Regions from separate parts of the Mus musculus genome. Here region 1 is linked to region 2. The links are chromatin contacts, called in public promoter capture Hi-C maps. All regions are on one chromosome and are shown on one strand. The core of a region is the stretch at or near the end of the contact, and the rest is flanking DNA. Distances in the headings are between cores, read along the strand shown.

What was found. Promoter capture Hi-C pulls out the DNA fragments that hold promoters and counts their contacts.
Region 1: a contact with region 2 is called in a promoter capture Hi-C map of hippocampal neurons, with 4 times the contacts expected there. The contact joins the promoter of 1700001O22Rik here to the enhancer-like site in region 2. A contact is called at or near these places in 6 of 39 promoter capture datasets (embryonic stem cells, hippocampal neurons, liver and 2 more), 2 of 15 datasets of contacts at CTCF or cohesin (both in embryonic stem cells), 18 of 484 Hi-C or Micro-C datasets (CD4 single positive thymocytes, CD8 T cells, the N1E-115 cell line and 13 more), 21 of 115 datasets of contacts at active chromatin or transcription factors (bone marrow-derived macrophages, craniofacial prominence, differentiating embryonic stem cells and 14 more) and 4 of 9 other capture datasets (adipose tissue, embryonic stem cells, liver and 1 more).

Annotation. Positions count from the first base shown.
Region 1 is chr2:30,800,073-30,804,598 of GRCm38.p6, reverse strand. 1700001O22Rik (RIKEN cDNA 1700001O22 gene) reads left to right here and starts at 2,862. Exons shown (of 7, transcript NM_198000.3): 1 at 2,862-3,459; 2 at 3,598-3,685; 3 at 3,783-3,875. The coding sequence starts at 3,042.
Region 2 is chr2:30,669,420-30,673,764 of GRCm38.p6, reverse strand. It overlaps Gm14486 (predicted gene 14486), which reads left to right. Exons shown (of 4, transcript NR_136917.1): 2 at 3,858-3,932. Among named protein-coding and RNA genes, the nearest start is that of Gm14486, 6.4 kb to the left of the region's middle. Within about 2 kb of position 2,399, at least 18 of the 459 cell types and tissues checked have an H3K27ac peak or open chromatin away from gene starts, as enhancers often do. A contact at or near this core is called in cerebral cortex and hippocampal neurons, where this site is marked.

The DNA of each region.
Region 1 (4,526 bases), core at 1,613-4,112, 130 kb before region 2:
ACACAGATACCCACAGAGTCATCTTAAATAATGATACAACGGTGATGTAGCTCAGTTGGCAGCGTGATCGCCTGGCATGTATGATGTCCTGTGTTTGATACCCCAGTCCCACATAAAGCCAGCGGTAGCTGGACGTTGTTACAGTCTCGGTATTTAGGAGGCAGAGAGGCCTTCAGTTGGTAGAAGGATCAGAAGTTCAAGGTTATCATTGACTAGATTTGAGAACTGCAGGCCCTGTTTTAGGAAAAAAGATAAATAAAATAACAAAACCAGCCAGGCAGTGGTGTAATGGCACAGTGGCACACACCTTTAATCCCAGCACTTGGGAGGCAGAGGCAGGCGGATTTCTGAGTTCAAGGCCAGCCTGGTCTACAGAGTGAGTTCCAGGACAGCCAAGGCTACACAGAGAAACCCTGTCTTGAAAAAGCAAAAAAAAAAAAAAACAATTATGTCATACCTGGGTATACTTGCCTGAGCTGAGCCCTCATCACCCAACCTGAAGACTCTCATGGGCACTTCTCCCAGCTCTCCCAACCAAGACTCACACTTGAGCCCATTTGCCCCATGGCACTCCCAGAAAGAAGGACCCTGTCAGCATCATATAGCCGAGAGAAACAGAAAATGAACATGCCTTGGTTCCTGGATTTCCAGGCCCCCTGTGCTCTTCTTGTCCTAGGAGGGTGGGGGTAATACACCTCTCCTTTCCTTCCATCTTTGTTTTCCACTCAGTCAAGCACAGCCTACTCTGGGTCTAAAAGAGCGCTCTGGTCCTCTTTGGATCAGGCATGGCTGCTCTGACCCAGAGTGCCTCTATGGGTGTGGCCCCAGGCCCCCAGAGTACACCAGCCCCACCCTTGTCCCCAGGACACAGTGCCCATTGCTCCCCAGTGGCTGTGGGTAAGATCGGATCACAATGACTCTAAGAACACTTTCAGGCACCTGGGCAGAGCTGTCAGAGGGAGCAGGTGGAAAGATGGGCTCTCCCAGCAAATAGCCCACCTGTCAGGGGGCTCTAAACTTACAGGACCTTCTGTGGCCTCACCCAGCAGGTGAGTGTGATATCCTAGGATCCTTTTAGAGGTGATGACAGCTTTGGGAAGAAGCAAGCCGGAGATGCCAGTGTCAGAGCTCAAGGGACTGGGCCTTTACTCCCTAACTGGGATGATGCTCAGAATCTGTGTCTTGGCTGGATGTGGCTGGATGGTGGAACACTTATCCAGGCTCTCTGTCTCATCCCCAGCCTTGGGGAAGGGGCACCAAACATGGTCTTGGCTCCTCCCCAGATCCACTGTCAGCATCTGGGGTAGGAGGTGGGAGAAAGTCATGTGTATCTGCAGCCTGGTCCTGATCTGAGAGTGACTTCCCCATCAGAGTTTACAAACTGGAAGTCTACAATTTCAGTAGGAGGTCTAGCCCTCCCACGCCTTCTCCTGCTATGCCCGTAAGTCATGTGTGAGCTGCCAGGGGTGACCCAGGACTTGGAAAACAGAGGCAGGGGAATGATGGATTGTGCCTTGTAGGGAGACTTCCCCAAAAGGAATTAATTGAACAAAGAGTCAGATGCAGGCTTTGTCCTAGTCTTTAGGGGAAAGCTCTCTGGTTGCCCAGATCTCAAGACTATTAAGGATTGGAGCAGAAACAAAACGCTAAGTCAGTGGTTCTCAGCCTCCCTATGCACGCTCCCTCATGCTGTGTTGACCCCAAATATATAACTATTTCCATTGCAACCTCTAACTGTAACTGTAATGTTGCTACTGTTGTGAATTGTAATGTAAATATCTGTGTTTTCTGATGGTCTTAGGTGACCCCTGTGAAAAGGCCGTTGTGACCCTCACAAGGGTCACAACCCACAGGTTGAGAAACACTGTTCTAAATCATATTTTTTAGACAGGATTTCATTTAGCCCACGCTGACCTTGAAGTTGGTATATAGCCAAGCACAACCTTGAATTGTTTATTTTGAGACAGGTTCTCTCTCTCTCTCTCTCTCTCTCTCTCTCTCTCTTGTTTTGGTTTTTGTTTTGTTTTGTTTTTGAGGCAGGGTTTCTCTGTGTAACCCTGGCTGTCCTGGAACTCACTCTGTAGACCAGGCTGGCCTTGAACTCAGAAATCCGCCTACCTCTGCCTCCCAAGTGCTGGGGTTAAAGGTGTGTGCCACCATTGCCCTGTGTTTGAGACAGGTTCTTACTATGTAGCTCTGGCTGGCCTGGAATTCATATGTAGACCAGGGTAGCCACAAACTGAGAGAGATGCCTGCCTCTGCCTCCCAAGTGCTAGAGCTAAAGCTGTGCACTACCACACTTAATAGCCTTGAGGTTTTTTGTTTTGTTTTGTTTTTCAAGACAAGGTTTCTCTGTTTAGTCCTGAAACTCACTTTGTAGACCAGGCTGGCCTCGAACTCTGAGATCCACCAGCTTCAGCCTCCTGAGTGCTGGGATTAAAAGCATGTGCCACCACTTCCTGACAATAGCCTTAATTTAAAAAAAAAAAATATGAGTATGAGTGTTTTGCCTCCATGGCAGTGCATTTTGTGCGTGCCTGGTGACCTTGAGGCTAGAAGAGTGGCGGATAACTTTGGCACTGGAGGCTGTGAGTTGTTCTGTATATACGGTATGGGAATCTAAGTCCGGTCCTCTCGCTGATCTGTTTCTCTAGCCTATGCAACTGCCTCCCAAGTGCTGAAATCACAGGCATGGGCCGCCACGCTCAGTTTCTTGCACATTCTAGACAAACCCTCTCCCAAGTGTGCTAAGTGATAGGAAAGGCGGTCTTAGGCCAGCAGGTGCAGAGAGCTCTGCACTGTGCCAGGCGCTCCGCGTGCTCTAGCTCATGTCAACGTCACAGCCGCCCCAAAGGGCTGGCGTTCCCGCCCTCACCGCCTTTGCGCCGGGACACAGCAGGCTAGGGTCCTGCCGGAGTCGGCTTCTGCTGCCCCTTCCCGGCGCTATGGACTGCGGGCTGGAATACGACCTTCCTGCGGCCCCGCTCGCCCCTGCGCGTCCCCCGGGCGCGAAGGTGTCCTGAGCCGAGCTCTGACTCAGGATGTTCCGGCGCCAGTCCATGGAGGGGACCCCGGCCTACAAGCCCAAGGGATATCCCGACGGGACCACCCAGCGCCGCCCTGTTAAGCGGCTGCCGATGCTGCTGCCAATGCTCGAAGGCCGTGTGGGGCGAGATGTAGACGGCGCGTGGCGGCGGGACCGCAAGTCCCAGCGCCTGCCTTGCGGGTCCCCCGAGTCCCCGAACGCTCGGCGAGACCGTGGGACCGCGCGCGCACTGCTACTGCCGTCGCTGCAGCCGAGCAGCTCGGCCCGGGAGGCGGGAACTCGGGGGAACCGGCAGCCTGCAGCCCGCGACAACCCTGACTCCCTGGGCACGCTGCTGGGGAAGCTGCTGCCCAACAAGTTCCGCCACTTCCTGCACCACCTGAGCGCCGAGAGCGCAGACCCAGAGGCGGACCGTGAGGCCGGGGGGATGGGGTGGGGAGTGGGTGTGTGTGCGCGGAGTCTGGGGTTCCCAAGCGAGGACTGTCTCCATCTCAACGGGCTCTCCTCCTCCCCCTTCTCCTTTCCTTCCTCCTCCTGTTGTCCCCACCCAGCACCCTCAGCGCCACATAACCCTAGGAGTACATCAAATCACTGCCTAGCTTCTCGGTCTTCCAGCTGCTTATTCCTCCCAGACCTGTGGTAAGCGGAGGGGACCCTCTTGATGAAGGAGGGGTTGCCTTGAGTGCTACCAAGGTGGGCCTCTGCTCACATCAGCTGTGACTTCTTTCTCTTTGAGGGACAAACCATTGCACTGGGACAACAATTTTAAAGAGAAGACTACCCTGGGGCTCCCAAGAGGTGAACTTGCCAGAGCCAAAAAGGCCCATCCGTGAGTAGTAGCTGTTGTGAGTACACACGTGCTATAATTTTGTAGCGTTGACTCTCTCCTCCCACCATCACGTGGGCTTGGGGGATGGAAAGGAGGTCATAGGCTTGCCTAACAATCACTTCTATCATTTCCCCAAGCCATGAGTTCTGGGAATGGGAACAGGAAGGCATTCGTTCGCTCCCTTGTTTCCAGACATTTAGTAATGGATTTACCGTGTATCTATCGATCCACTCACCTATCCATCCTTTCACGCACCTAACCCCTTACTCACAAACCAGGTCTTCTATAAGCTATTGTGAATCTCCATCCACCTAGCCATCGAAGCATCTAACTGGCCATGAACTCATAACTGCCCCCAAACTGCTGGACTGCCAGACAGCCAGTCTTTTGTTTATTCAGAAATCCCCTCTGGCTATAGCTGCCTGACAGCTATCCTTTCATTCATATAAACCCAGGATGCCAATCATCTCTCCGCTAGTAATAAAGCCACCCACACGCTTACATGGTTGTCTGCATAGCCATCCAGCTACCCAGCTGAGATCCAGACCTGAATCCACCTGCTGCTGAACTCTTCTCTCATTTAGAAGCATTACCCATGTATGAAGTTTTACTGTGTATCAGATGCTAGAGGAACAGACAATGAGAGACGGA
Region 2 (4,345 bases), core at 1,150-3,649:
ACTGATGCTGTCAAACCTCAACCTGTACACACGCAGGCAAACCTTGTTTGCTTAAACCATCTGCCTAAGAGACTCACCAATCTTAGGGCCAAAGGGAGAATCCTGGACCTTACAGACTACACTGGAAGAGGAGTTAGAAGGCTCAAATTGAGGGGTTGGACAGATGGCTCAATGGTTCTTCCAGAGGACCTGGGTTTAATTCCCAGCACCCACATGGTAGCTTACAACCATCTGTAACTCCAGTTCCAGGGGATCTGATACCCTCACACAGACATACATGCGTCCAAAACACCAATGCACATAAAATAAAAATAAATAGATAAATCATGTTGGGCAGTGGTAGTTAGACTCCTTTAATCCCAGCATTTGGGAGACAGAGGCAGGTGGATCTCTGTGAGTTCAAGGCCAATCCTGTTCTAGGACAGTTAGAGGTGGGGGGAAAGGCCCAAATTCTCTGCCAGACCTCAACTGCCAGTGTCCAGGACAGGTACCCCTGAGCCCATTTGGTGAGTGGCTGAGCCGGCCCCTCCTGTGCAGAGAGCAATCTTCTTAGATACAAGCTTCACATTTCAGGATCTTCATAACACAGTTGGTTTCCAGAAGAGATGTGGGTGTTGGCAACTAACTGATTACTAGTTAATGTAGAAACAGGGTCTTGCTATGTAGCCCAGGCTAGCAAGGAGCTCACTACATAGCCATGATTATTATCAAGCTCCAACTCTCTGCCCTCTTGCTTCAGCCTCTCAAGTTCTGGGATGAAAGATAGAAGCCACCATGCCTGGCTAATGACAGGATGCTTTTGTTGTGTGCGGTGTGGGGTGTGTGTGAGCGTGTGTGTGAGGTGTGTGTGTGTGTGCACATGAGTGTGCTACCAGAGCTTGATGTTACATGTCCATGTCCTCCTCGATTGCTCTATATAATCTTTCTCTGTTTCTCTCTATATCTATCTATCTATCTATCTATCTATCTATCTATCTATCTATCTATCTATCTATCTATCTATTGCTCTATATAATTTTTCTGTTTCTCTCTATATCTATCTATCTATCTATCTATCTATCTATCTATCTATTGCTCTATATAATCTTTCTCTGTTTATCTATCTATCTATCTATCTATCTATCTATCTATCTATCTATCTATCTATCTATCTATCTATCTACCGTTGTGTTTTGATTTTCAAGAAAGGCTTTCTTTGTATAGCTTTCATGGGCCTGGAACTTACTCTATAGGCCAGGCTGGCCTTGAACTCACAGAGATCCCCCTGCCTCGGCCTCTGCCTCCCAAATGCTGATGTTAAAGGAGTGCTCCACCAGCAGCACTATATTTTTGAGACAAGGTCTTCTTCCACTGAAGCTGGACCTCACTGGCTCAGCCAGGCAGGCCGGCCAGTGAGACCCAGGGAGCCTCCTGCCTCATGCTCCTGATGCTCGAATTTCAAGAACACATCTTCACACCTGACTTTTTACAGGGTACCAGGGATTGAACTCAGGTCCTCATGTTTGCACAGCAATCTGTCTACCCAATGTGTCATCTTGCCAGCCCCTGATGGTGGAATTTGTAATGTCTGTGAGTTTTTTGGTTGCATTTTGCTCCGATTTTGTAGTTATTACTATGGAAGTTTATTCATTATTTGTTCACATGTGTATTTACGTGTGAGCCATGGTGCACACATGGAGGGCCGAGGACAGCTTGGGGGAGTGGGTTCTCACCTTCCACCATGTGGGTCTCCATAGATAGAACTCAAGTCACAAGGCTCTGCTGCAGGCATCGTTTGTTCATGACGGAGCCATCTCCCTGCGCAGCCCTAGTGCATTCTGTTTTTCTGAACATCCTTCTCCAAAGAGACAAACAAACAATTGCAGTGCATTGTTGTAACCAGTCCAGGCAGTTAGTAGGGGCAGCTAGGCTCTGGGCAGACAGGTAAGCGATGGGGGTGGGGAGGAGTATGGGTGGCTGGGACACCAGCTGGCCCTGTGGGGAGGGCCCTGCTCTGCTCTGCTCTTACCTACACCACCAGCTGACACATCACTCAGGGAGGAACAGTGAGTCCCAGCTCCCCAGGAGGCTCAGCACACTCAGCTCCTGGGGTGTGGAAGGGCCCCCTGTCCAGACCTTGGTGGGCGGGTCAAGTACATCCACTTGCCCCAAGGCAGGCAGCTTGGCAGGTCCATGTTGTGGGCAGTCCTCTCCCATATTGATCCCAACCATCCAGTAGATGATGAGGAACTGTAGGAACCCATGGGGAAGTCCAGGCCATCTCAGAGGTCTGCCAGAGGTCCAGGAAGCCCTGACATTCCCTTTGCCGCAGTGAGAGGAGGCTGGGGATGCTGGAGAGTCACACTTGGTGCTGAAGCTGGGAAAGAAAGCCAGGCTGTGCTCAGAGCATTTTTAACCCAGAGCAAGCTCAGCTCTGCTCTAATGAGTGCACAGTGCAGCAGGCGGGTAGGAAGGGAGCTGCAGGGTGTGGGGGTGGGATGGGGACAGGGGGCGTTGGCAGGACAGGGAGCTCAAACAGACCTCCTTACCTGGGCCTCACCTGTCCTTGGGGACTCCAGTGTTTCCAAGCAAGGGCAAAGGCAGAATTTCTGGGCTGCATCTGGAGGTCACACCAGAGGTCCTACAGCCCTCTCTTTGCTGGGGATCAGCAGAGGGGTACCCAGTCTTCGTAGGTGAGGCCCAGCTGTAGCACCTACAAGGACAGCCAAGGCTGGCATTCCGACCACCACCCACTGGGCTCTGTCCCACCTCATCTGCCCACTTGGCTCTAGCTCCTGGCCCAGCCTGTGTTGACACTGTGTAAAGGCAGCAGCTCTTAGTGTTTCTGGCATCTCCCTGCTGAATCCCAAGTGTTTGGGCTCAAAAAATCTAGGCTGGGTGACCTTGAGCAAGTAGTTTGCCCTCTCTGAGCCTCAGATTCCTTCCTTTTCTGGAGATAGATGCCTGTCCAGCATGCCTGGAAACTGGGCAGCTTGTAGACCACAAGCAAAGCTCTGGTCTGCCGTTTAGAGTGATGGCTACCTTCTTCCAGAAGTTTCCAGCATTTCGTATCAGGCAGTCCTCCTGGGAGCTCCATCCAGATCTCTGAATGTCCAGGGAAGGATGAGCTGCATCTGCAGCGTGTATGTGCATGTGCACGTGTGTGTGTGTGTGTGTGTGTGTGTGTGTGTGCATGTATTTGAGGGTGTTTGCATTTTAAAAGAGTCAGACCACTCTGCGGTCACAGGCTGGTGGCTGCTGATGGGAAGGGAGTTTAGAAGGGCGTTAATCACAAAGGGGACATGCAAGCTAGGGGAAGCTGGTAATTGAGCGTGCTGGTGAGGAGAAAGCTGGGCGCCTGATGTCTCAGGGCCACTAGACCTGCGGCTCACAGGCTTTCCTGGGGCCAGGGACAGTGAGTGATGGAAGGACAGGGAGAGAGGAGCCACGATGGGCCTGTGATGGAAGGAGCCTCTGTCTCCCTGCTGTTGGAGGAACTGGTGTAGGGTCCAGGGTGAGTTCTCTGTCTTCTTGCCTGGCCTGGATGTCGCTGCTCCTGCTCGCTGAGGCATGAGGTAGGGGTGTCTTAGAGCAAGGCTTATGTTAATTTAGTGAGCACGAGTGCGTGTATGTGTGTGTGTGTTTGGTGCACGGGCATGTATGTGCCATGTCACACGAGAGGAGGTTAGAAATAACTTTTGGAAGTTGTTTTTCTGCTTGCACCGTGTGGGATACAAGAACTGAACTCTGGTCTGCAGGCTTGGTAGCAAGTGCCTTTATTGCCTGAGCCATCTCAGTAGCCCTGGGTTCTTATTTTTAACAATGATCACAGGTTCTGTCACCCACACAGCCACTTCTTTTCCTCTTTTTCATGGAAGCCGCTGGAGGCCGTGGGTCCTGGGAGCTCAAGTGCAGCCCCGTGGTGAAATTCATCTAGCAAGCACTACTGTGAGGTTTGTATTTGAGCTCCAGTACTGGGGTGGGGGTGGGGAGCAGAGCTGGAAAGAGAAGGAAGAGAGGGAAAGAGGAAGGGAGGGAGGGGAGGCAGGGAGGGAGGGAGGAAGGGAGGGAGGGAGGGAGGGAGGGAGGGAGGGAGGGAGGGAGGGAGGGAGAAAGAAAACTAGGTAGAGCAATGTGCATCTGTCATCCCAGAACTGGGATCAGGAGTTCAAGGTCAGCCAGGGATACAAAAGAAGTTTGAGTCCAGCCTGAACTTCATTAGATTCTGTCTCAAAACAAACCTGCGGGCCAGTTTTACATCAACTTGACACTGCTAAAGTCATCTGGGAGGAGGGAACTTCAATTAAGAAAATGACTCTAATGTGTGGTGAGTGTCTTTAATTCCAGCACTTGGGAGGCAGAGGCA